Linked DNA regions of Drosophila melanogaster: region 1 is linked to region 2. Evidence: chromatin contacts called from public Hi-C data. All regions are on one chromosome and are shown on one strand. Each heading gives the region's core, a stretch centred on a gene start, on an enhancer-like site or on the middle of the called end of the contact. The rest is flanking DNA. Distances are from core to core; before and after follow the strand shown.

Region 1 (5,052 bases), core at 1,373-3,872, 64 kb after region 2:
AGCGCCCAGGAGATCCGCCAGCTAACCTTTAGCGCCCTGCGCCAGATAGACGCCCAGGAACCGCCCTCCGCTTCAGTCTCATCGCCCTCAGCCTCTTCCACCCTATCAAGGATCAAGGAGGAGGCCTGCGTGGAGGTCCAGCCCCAGAGCGATGAGACGCGCAAGGTATTCGCCAAGGAAGTATTACCCCAGGAGGTGATGGTGCGCCTTCGGTCAAAGGCGCCCGTGGCCAGCGAGGATCCGGCTGTGTTCTTCTTGGCTCCCATCGAGGGATTCACAATAGCCGTGGAGGCGCTGGCCGCCTCGCTCACCTGCCCCGCCTACGGGCTGCAGTGCACGGAGCAAGTGCCCCTGGACTCCATCGAGGCCTGTGCCGCCTACTATCTGCGCCAGATCCAGAAGCTCCAGCCCCTCGGACCGTACCACATCGTAGGCTACTCCTACGGCTGCCTGCTCGCCCACGCCATTGCTGTGGCGCTGGAGCAGCGCCGCTTCGGGGTCAAGGTCATCATGCTGGACGGAGCGCCCACCATGGCCAGCGGCTATGTCCAGGAGGCCAAGAAGCAGACGGACGACCTCAACCGGCAGCAGTCCATGACGTTGGCCTACTTTGGAGCTCTGCTCGCCGACGTGGATTACAACCAGGTGGTTCCATGTTCCTTGTTGTGCTTGATCCTATAAACCATTCTTATAAATATATTGATCCTTACAGCTACTGCAACTCCTCGATGGAGTCCAGACATGGCCCTCCAAGCTCGACAAACTAGCAGACACTCTGGCTGGTTACACGCAGCAAACCAGAGAAGTGGTGGGTCTCTAGCGATTCTAATTACAATATTGCTTAATAATATATGTGTCAATTAGATTTCCAAACCACCATAAAAGCGTAAGCATTTGTTGAACATCTATCTATTTGATTGATGATTAAGTACTGGCTTAACTATAGTACTTGTAGACTAAGTTGATGCATTTGCTTACACTTATGTGTGTGTTTATAATTTCAAGTAGTATTTATTACAAGTGTGTACTTTTTAACAGACGAGAAAAAGTGCCTTCTAAAAGTGCCGGACAAATAGTTAGTGTATTATTATGGTCCGTATTCTTCGCAATTAGCGTGAGGCACTTAAAAACATATTGTTGCATTATATTGTTTTTATAGACCTAACCTACCATATTATTTGAACATTGTCACAGATCAAGAAGGCCGCCTGCATGTTCAAACAGAAGCTGCTACTTTCTGAGAGCTACAAGGGCGCCAAGCAGCTCCACAGCGATGTGGTCTTGATCAAGTCGGCCGAGCACAATGCGATTATGGCCCAGGACTATGGCCTCAAGGAGGTAAGTGCCTATAAAACCTATCTATAGCATTATTTAATGACCATTTCCCTCCAATCCTTGCAGATTTGCAGTGCCCAGATCGACATGCATGTGGTGGAGGGTACACACAGGACCTTCCTCAAGGAGCCGCACACTCTACAGATCATCGAGCGCGTCCTGCGGAAGCGTCCCTAGTGGAAGGGAAGTAGTTCGTACGATTATGCTGATGAATTATCCTGTAGAACTTAATGTACATATACCCTAATCCTATCAATACACGTAGCAATCGCGCATTGATTGTTTAAGAATAATGAACGCATTCAGTACGGTCGAACTTCACTAATCAGAACATTGTCTAATACAAGATAATTTTCCAAATGTATACTATCGCGAGGCATTTCTCACAAAGTAATTGGCTTATAAACGATCGGAGAAGTTCGCTCGTGTTTCCAGTTTTACTCGCGTGGTACTCGCATGATTTCCACGATGAATCACTACGATCCGAACATTCTGACCCGTGCTGGCTGGCTTTATTGACCCGACTTCGGCGTACCTTTCCATAATTGATAATGCCGCCCACTCTATCGCGCTAGTGATCTCGCCAGACGATTAATAATCGACGAAAAAGTGGTCCGACTATGGCGGGCAAATCAAAATTTCTACATCTCCGTCACGCACACAACAGCTGACCACTTATCGCTGTTAATGCGAATTTAAGCGCCGCACAGAGTCCAGCAACAATAACAGAAGTTTACACCAATAACAGTGGCTTTGGAAATCCGAATTAAAAACACCCTGCTGCTGAAAAAATTTTACGCAGTCTGCTTAAACTAGGACCTTTTTGAAATAATAACTAATTCAATTCGGTTAATTAAATAAGAATTTTCCTTTTTGACACTAGCAATAATATTTATACATATTTTCATTGAACCCACATATGTTTTAATAGGTGCTATAAATATTAAAAACCATTCAATCTAATTGATCAATAACCAATCACTTTTAAGCTTAATAAGCGAAAAGTACAAGTAATGGATTTCAGGTAGATTGTGAATGATCAAATGAAATCGTAGATCCGTGAGTAGATCGCCGGTAAACAGCGGCTTATCAATCAGGTCTACGAGGTAAGGTCGAGGATGTCAGCCCAAGCGGCGGACCGAATTCGAAGTACCCTCTGTAGGGGAAGGGCATCGTGCTACGGTTAACTTTTAACAGCGCGAGAGAGCAGCGCAGCGAGAAGCTCTCCAAAAGCTCTTCTTGGAGGCGGCGGGCGTCATATAAAAAGGCCGGCGCTCACCTGATTCTCGCATTTCCGTTCGTCGCAGCATTCCGTCGTTGTCGTGGTTTTACAAGCCGGTACGCTACGTTTGAATCCCAAAGAACATAACTGTGTGTGGCAGAGTAATTTTCAAAAACTAATAGCTACTAACTAAGCTAATAACGGCAGTCAACGGAGAACTTCGAGTCGAAAGCAGTTTCAGTTTCTGGATTATAACGGTTTCCCCATTCAGTCAGGACCAACTGTAAAGGAACACCCCCCACGAAACTGAATTCGAATCCTCCGCGCAGCCCTCCGCCCGCTCCACTCCAAGAACTCGAAAAACAGCTGTCGAGGAATCGCCTGATTTCTAGGTATGTACAAAAAATGGCAGCCGCAGGAATAAAACAGCCCCTGTTCAAATTTGCGTGTGTGTGTGTGCTGGTGTGCTGAGGAGAAAATGAAAACGAAATTTTCGCTGGACAAAAAGTGAATTGCTAACGAAAATAAGAAAAAAAGCAGAAACAACGGAAAAGTGTGAAAAAAATAGGAGAAAAATGGTTAGATCGAGCGTCTCCAAGTGATCATTCGTCAAGTCGACTAAAAATACGAATTACTAAGTTCGCACTTGCTCTCCAGTGCTTTTGACCTTTAGGACCCATAGAAGTGTTGTTCTACTACTCCAAACGCCCCCCAAAACAGCAGTTCCTGCTGCGCTGAGACACCAAATTACACGCTAATTGCAAGATGTGCGGGCGGCGGTGGGGGGAAGTCCAAGTCCCAGTCTCCTCTCGTCTGCTCCATATAGTAGGGGCTTCGCGATAGGGTTTCCCTTTCTAATTGCCATGCAAGAGCTGCTTAATTTCTACGATTTCCTTGGCAGACATCGTTATAGTCCTTTTGCAATTCGGAAATCCTTGCTAAATATTCCCATGTAAATAAGTCCAGTGCCATTTTTGCAACGAACCCAAACCTTCTGAAATGACAAATCCAACAATTTTCCGGTTGCGTGTGCCATTTTCATTATTTTACAACCATGCTAACTGCACAGCCATTAAGACAGTTACTAAAAATGAAATTTGAAATTGCTTTTAATACGAAAATAGGGAAATCTATCTGCGTATTTAGCTAAAGTCAAGCAAACAAACAAATATTATAAATTTTACTATTATTACATTTGAAATTGCAGTGATAAATGTTGCAATAACAATAAGTTGTTTGCTTAAATACAAAATCAAATTCAAAAGTTAAGCACCTAAAGTAAAATACTTTTCAGAAATTGCTTAGCTCTACCAGCTGAATGCTCAAAAAGTTGAAAGTGAGTTATCAAGCGATCGCTTTGCATAAAACAACAACACCCAGCAACCCATAAAGGCGGCCACACGCCCCAATTCCGCAGCCAAAAACAAACAAGAATCGTGCGATTGTGTGATTGGAAAATTTCGAGTGTCTGGCTAATCTTTATCGGCTAATAGAGTCGTCGCTTCCTGAAGAACACGCGTCCGCCGCCGATCAAACATTTCCGATACAGGTGCACAGTCGTATGAGTAGGCAGCGCTGCCTTATCACTCTTATCACCACCAGGCCGTTTCGGAATCGCCCCATGGCCTAGTCTCAGTCAGAGACGTTATCATCTTGTTCATGAACTTGAAGCGTCACAGGCAGATTCGATTTGCTGGGCTGGGGATGTGGGTTTTTGGGCGGGGGCTGTGCTGACGCGTACAGCAGTACTTTGGGCCCCAATCGATGGCTGCGGGAATGGAACCGAGTGCATAAACAAACACAGTTTAGAGTGGAAAGGGGAGGGGGCTATGTTTGTCACCCGTGTTTACATATCCAATGACGCAACTTTCGCAATATGGCCTGATGATGGATGGATCGATTGGGGGCGGGGGCCATCGATAAATCAATATACGCCCGTTCAATTGCTGTAAAAGGATAGTTCTCACCATCGCATTGCGAGTTTATTCACCGGTAGATCAACCGATCTGGAGAGACTATGAAAATAATACTTCAATGAACTTGAGAAATCACGCCACCTTATCTCACTAAACAAATGGTACACGCGTCGAGCTCGTGTGTCTGTGTGTGTGTGTGTGTATGTACACACACATGGCGGTGGGGACTTTTGGGGCTGCGTCTTGACTATACGCCGCTCTCTTTGGCACCCACCTCCGATTCGGATGCCTATTACAATAGCAAAACATAAACATAGAAGTCTGGCCAAGCCAACGGCCATTTGATAGATAAGCTTGCTGCTGAGTCGCCCGATTTTTACCGGCAATTTGTAGTGGCTACACGCGGAAAAATAGGTTTATTATATGAAAATGGTTCCTGTAAGTATGGTTCCATATTTATATGATCAATAACATTTGAATTTCAAAGAAACTACGGCTGCACGATTCGTATTTCGTTTTGTTCTGAGTGTATTGTTTATTTGTTCTGTGTTGCTGACCGCTCATGTTCTCGCTCTTCCT
Region 2 (5,518 bases), core at 1,650-4,149:
TTAGGATTGCAAAGGAAGCCAGAAAAAGTTATCTTAAGTTTAGACTTAAGTGCGAAGAAAAAGGAAATTCGAGAAACAATAAACTGCAAACAATTGCTAGAATCCACGGAAGTCCTCATCGGCACTGTCATCACTGGCGGGCGTGGATGATCGTTTGCGGCTTTCTGGTTTTTCCTCTGGCTGATCTGTTGCTTCCTCCTCAGCACTCGGCACAATTTCCTGAGCCTGCGATCGGTGGTGGAAGACAAAGGACACGCACTTGCAATCCATCCAGGCCTGGGCGAGAATATTGTCAGGCAGGCCTCTGTTGTTGGAGCAATGGTACCATTGTGACAAATGCGAGGTGCAGTCCGTGTCCTCGGGCGGTGGCTTCATTTGTATATTTTGAACGCAGCGCTTACACTTGAGCCTGAAAAGATATGTTACACGATCATGATCTAAAGGGTATCCAAAGCCAGTTCTTACTTGTCGTGTGTGTCGGACAGAATGTTCGCATCAAATGTAAACAAGTCCTTCAGATCGTCGCGGGTGAAATGCTTCTCGGCCGACTCGTTGTTGTCAATGATGGTGCTCGACAGGGATTTTTTGTGCGTCTGTCGCTGCAGGATCTTCTCCTCGATGGAACCACTCTGAAAGAGATTTCTTGAGTTGAAAAAGAAAGTTCCGTGCAGAACCAATTCAGGTACTCACGGCAACGAGGCGATATATGTAACAGGGCTTCTTTTGCCCGTCACGCCACACTCTGGCCATTGCCTGCTCATCGTTGGCCGGATTCCAGTCTGGGTCAAACATGAACAGGCGGTTGGCTCCAATCAAATTCAAGCCGCAGCCGCCAGCCTTGCTGCTCAGCATGAAAAGGAAGCTGTCAGACTCCGGGTCATTGAATCGGTCAACAACCTTCGATCGCTTCTTGATGGACATGGTGCCATCAAGCCGGACAAATCCGTACTTTCGCTTCCTCGCGAGCTGCTCGAACAAGTCCAGGGTCTGTGTGTAATTGGAAATGAGAACCACCTTGTCGTTGCCCTCTGCACGTATTGCTGCCAGCATGAAATCCAGGAGCATGAACTTGCCACTTAGCTCTGGATTGAGATCCCTGGAACACAAAAGATTCATTAATAGCCATTGCTATTCGCGCGCAACAGGCGACGTACTTTGGTTTGTAATTACTAGGCAGCACATTTTGGGAGTTTTCGAATCCCTTTTCCCGCGCAGTGAGCTTCTCATATATGAGATCCGGATGACTGCAAATCTTCTTAAGCGTTGTAATGTCTGCCAGCGCCGTAAGCGAAGCCTTTTCATTGCAATCTTGAAGGGAATTGTAAATGGTAGGAATGTTGTGGTAGTATTGCCTAATGACTTACCCGCCAAACTACGTCGAACTTGATCAGACTTCAAGAAATTCGTGTATAGCTCGAGTTGAATCGCCGTCAGTTTCGCACAGATAACCATTTCAAACTTAACCGGCAGATATTTGGTTAGAATTTGATTAGTGCGACGAATGATGCACTGATCGACCAGACCTATCAGCTCCTGTGTCTTCTCTATGGCCCGTTGTCGCTCCTGTTCCGTGGAGTCAGTATTCTGGCCCCGCAGAATAGCGCTCTCGAAGTTGCGCTTAAACACGGCCGCCGTTCCCAGCATCTCCGGGTTTACAAAGTTCACCAGGCTGTAGTACTCAGTAAGATCGTTCTGGATGGGAGTGCCGGAAAGCAAGACCCGTCGCTTTGTCTTCAGTCCCATGAGAGCCTGATACGTCAGATTGTCGCTGTTCTTGAGGCGATGTCCCTCGTCGCATATCACCATTCCCACCTCGTACTTGCACAGGATCTCCGCGTAGATGCGAAATGTCTCGTAGCTGATGAGCAGAACAGGTGTCCCCAGCCGGGCAGAAGTCATGGAGAACTGCTCGAGTGCTCGGATGGTGTTCTCCTTGGTCCCGCCCTCCATGGGCAGGCAAAGGAGTCGACCGTGAAGCCACTTGGTAAACTCCTTCTCCCAGTTCTTAACCAGCGATGATGGAGACACGACAATGGCTTTGTTGATCGTCGGCTTGCACTCGGGCCCCTGCCTTAGAAGTGTCCAGACCAGCGTTACGCACTGCAGCGTCTTCCCGAGACCCATTTCGTCGGCCATGATGCATCCATTGAAGTTGCCCCGCTTTCCCTCCACACACTCGTACATGAAACGCACTCCCTCGCGCTGGTGCGGCCGCAATATGTTGCTCAGCAGCGGATCGACGACGACGTGCACCAGAACCTTGGTCGGATCCATGCCCATGCGCTCGTGTTCTGTGTAGGCGGGTGGATGGAAGAGTACCAAGGCGTTGCAGGCCATCGGATCGTGTAGGGGTCGTCGGGAAATGCAGCGCCGCACGCCCAGGACCCGTTTACCACCGTAATCCGGTACGTAATTGTCCATGGGCACCTTGAACTTCCGTGCCAGAACCTTGGCAATGGCCAACTCATACTCGCTGTTCGCCGTGAAGCGAATAGGCAGTGGGAGCTCTGATGTGTTGCTGGCATCTCGGAGGGCGCCCAGTCGTCTTCTGTCCAGTTCTTGCTCTCGCTCCAGTTCCTGCTGGCAGGATCGCTTGTTTTTCTTCAGCAGTGGCGGCGTGAAGGAGTGACGGGACTCGGGACGCAGTGGTCCACGTTGGCTGGGAGCCAGACTGCGCCGCTTTAGGAATAAATGATTAGGGAAATGGAATTAAATAAATCAAATTTTTGTATTTACCATTTCATTAAATTCAAATGGCGGTAGCGCGAACAGCTGATAGAAGCGCGGAAGTCTGGTCACACAGGCGATAAGAAATACTGGTAAGTGGAACGCTGGGATAATGAAACAGAACGCATTTAATCAAACTAATACTTGTGATCATAGCACGCTGTTTTAAAAGTGAATAGATAATTAGATAAAAATAAAACTAAAATGGAATTGCTACACCCCGATGTCAAAAATTCCCGATGTATCTCAGGTATAATCGAAACATCGATATGTTATATTGATAGCTGCTCATCGCTAACTTTCTATTTCCGTGCAGATATAATTGTAAATATTTACGCAGAATTGCTTTGGAAACACTACGAAAATAGTGCAAAATGAGGCAATAAAGTGCGGGCCGGACTGCCTTCCCTTTCTTGACTTCAAAACCCGCGCCAAAAGCGCGAATTTCGTGCTGCAAGAACGCAAATCTAGTCCGCAAATCTGCGGAAGTGTTGGTACTACCACTTAATTGTATTTGTAATTGTAATTGCCAAAGTGCCAAAAAAAAAAACGCTGCAAATGCTGCAAGCGTGAAAACCCATCTAAGAAGGGCCACTAAACAGTAATGGGTGTAGATGCACGATGCACGGAGAGCGGAAAGCAGCGGAGACGATGACGATGATCAAATCTAAATTCATCAGGTGAGCGAGCAGCAGCAGCAACAACAACCACAGTGAGTGCCCAAATAGGTGGGCACACGTACACAGGTGTGTGTGTGGCTGTGTGCGTAAGTGTGTCACTTGTTGTTCTTGGGAACATTAGAGAAAAGTAAATAGCGAATATTCAACTAAAGTGCGTCTTCTTTTAGCTTCTAAATATTTAAAAAGCGAGCAACATTGAAATACTCACCACTCACACAGTCGGACAAAAGCACAAAACGAGAGATAACAGAGCACCAGCACCACCAATTCATGCCAAACGAAACGCACACGGAGCAGTTATCAGCGGACCAGCGCCACTAAAAGCCACCGAATCGCACACACACCGCACCGACAACGATGTGGCTGCGCCAGAGCAGCGGTGGAGGCGTTGCCTCCGTCGGACACGTCGGCCCACTGCGACAGCGACCCATCGACGCTGCCACAGACTGCGATCCGCGCGCTTGCTACGACAGCTTCTGTAAGCACTGGCAGCAGGCCTTCGAGATCATCCAGCACAGTGCACCGCCCTCGCACGACGACGTGCTGGGCGTGGTCTCGCACTTGGACTACATGGTCACCCTGCTGCTCGTGGAGCTGCATCACTGCAACAAAGTCTCGCTGCCGGCGGCCGAGGCTAGTGGTCCGCCTGCGGCGCCCTGCCTGGAATTCCTGCTCAGCGAGAATCTGCTGGACAAGCTGTACGAGTGGGCCTGCACCACGGGACGGTATGCCAACGCTGTGAGGCTGGAGCAGCTGAAGCTGTACGAACTGCTCGTCAGCCACTCGCGCCACCAGCTGCTCTGCCACGAGCCCTTCCTGCGACCCCTGCTCAAGATACTGGCATCCAGCCAGGGCGAGATCTTTCCGCCCGATCTCGAGAAGCGCCTGGTGATCCTGCTGAACCAGCTGTGCGTGGTTCTTATGCAGAATGTCCACCTGCTGGACCTCTTTTTCTTCTCCGCCCAGACGCAGGTGCAGGAGCAGATATTAAATGGCAACGTGGCGCCACCCAAAAGCGGAACCACTACCAAGTAAGCTCATAACTTTTAAACATTCCAATTCATTCAGCATAAAAAAGAATAGCGATAAATGAATATTTGTGTAATGATTCATCGCGTAATAGCGACATTAGCCAGATAAGGCAATACTAAAAAAGTGACCCTGTAATATTCCAATTACGAGTGATGAATCCACTTGACTTGTTCCATTTATCTTCTAAGATTTATATATTTATATTCTAAGACTTTATTATAAGGTATATTCCGTGTCTGATAAATCTTTTATTGATTCTTTTAGCTTCATAATATTTTCGCTGCTTATCCCGTACGTGCATCGCGAAGGCAGTCTTGGTCACCAAGCGCGCGATGCTCTGCTGCTGTGCATGGCGCTTTCGCAGAAGAACTCCAACATTGGAACGTACATAGCCCAGTACTCCTCGATCTGCCCGCTGTTGGTGACCGGTCTGGGTGGGCTTTACTCGCGTCTGCCCAACAGCATCGAGATTAGCTCCATCGACTGGCACCGGATAACGCCAGACGATGTGACAGAGATCCCGGAGCTGACGCTGTTCATGAACGCCCTCGAGTTTTGCAATGCGGTGGTGCAGGTGGCCCATGAGATGATCAAGCAGCAGTTGCTGGACTTCATGTACCAGGGCTTTATTGTTCCCGTGCTGGGACCTGCGATCCTTCAGGTGAGTGAAGTCACGCTTTTGTCTCGTCTCGGTCTCTCTTCGTGAAAATTTGTCTTCGATGCATTTCTGTGGTGTTGGTTGCAAGCGAATCATTTATGTCCTGTCCTTAATCTAGAACATTATTTAGATATTGGTTAAGAAAGCGTAAAACTAATGGAATTATGCAAGTGTTGCTTAACCGATATCTTCTTTTTTAGTAAGACTCGTATTTAATATAGGGAACTGCACCGCCTTCTGCTTTCCGTCTCTTGTGTGTTTCTTGTGCCTTTTCCTTCCCCGTAGCTAACCACACACACACACCTCGAAATCTCGAAACAACTTTTTGCGCTCCATTTTCGCAGACACTGAAGGGCAAACATTTTCAGACGAACATCGACTCGCAAATCTCGGCAATGTCGTACCTGGACCTGATCCTGCG

Evidence for each region. A called contact is a pair of places that touch in the nucleus more often than the background predicts.
Region 1: a Hi-C map of the S2 cell line shows a contact between it and region 2, with 2.2 times the contacts expected there. The contact joins the promoter of FASN1 here to the promoter of CG3558 in region 2. A contact is called at or near these places in 7 of 107 Hi-C or Micro-C datasets (the D17-c3 cell line, the Kc167 cell line, the OSC cell line and 2 more).

The regions. Positions count from the first base shown.
Region 1 is chr2L:3,053,976-3,059,027 of dm6, forward strand. It overlaps FASN1 (Fatty acid synthase 1), which reads left to right and starts at 2,623. Exons shown (of 6, transcript NM_134904.3): 1 at 2,623-2,949. It overlaps FASN2 (Fatty acid synthase 2), which reads left to right. Exons shown (of 7, transcript NM_001273057.2): 4 at 1-648; 5 at 713-808; 6 at 1,195-1,338; 7 at 1,402-2,168. The coding sequence ends at 1,512.
Region 2 is chr2L:2,989,971-2,995,488 of dm6, forward strand. CG3558 reads left to right here and starts at 2,900. Exons shown (of 7, transcript NM_001273047.1): 1 at 2,900-2,977; 2 at 3,044-3,407; 3 at 3,575-4,438; 4 at 4,704-5,100; 5 at 5,442-5,518. The coding sequence starts at 3,765. It overlaps okr (okra), which reads right to left and starts at 2,789. Exons shown (of 6, transcript NM_057313.5): 1 at 2,737-2,789; 2 at 1,365-2,679; 3 at 1,155-1,308; 4 at 691-1,096; 5 at 466-629; 6 at 1-409. The coding sequence starts at 2,739. The coding sequence ends at 97. Bem46 reads left to right here. Exons shown (of 5, transcript NM_058024.4): 5 at 1-105.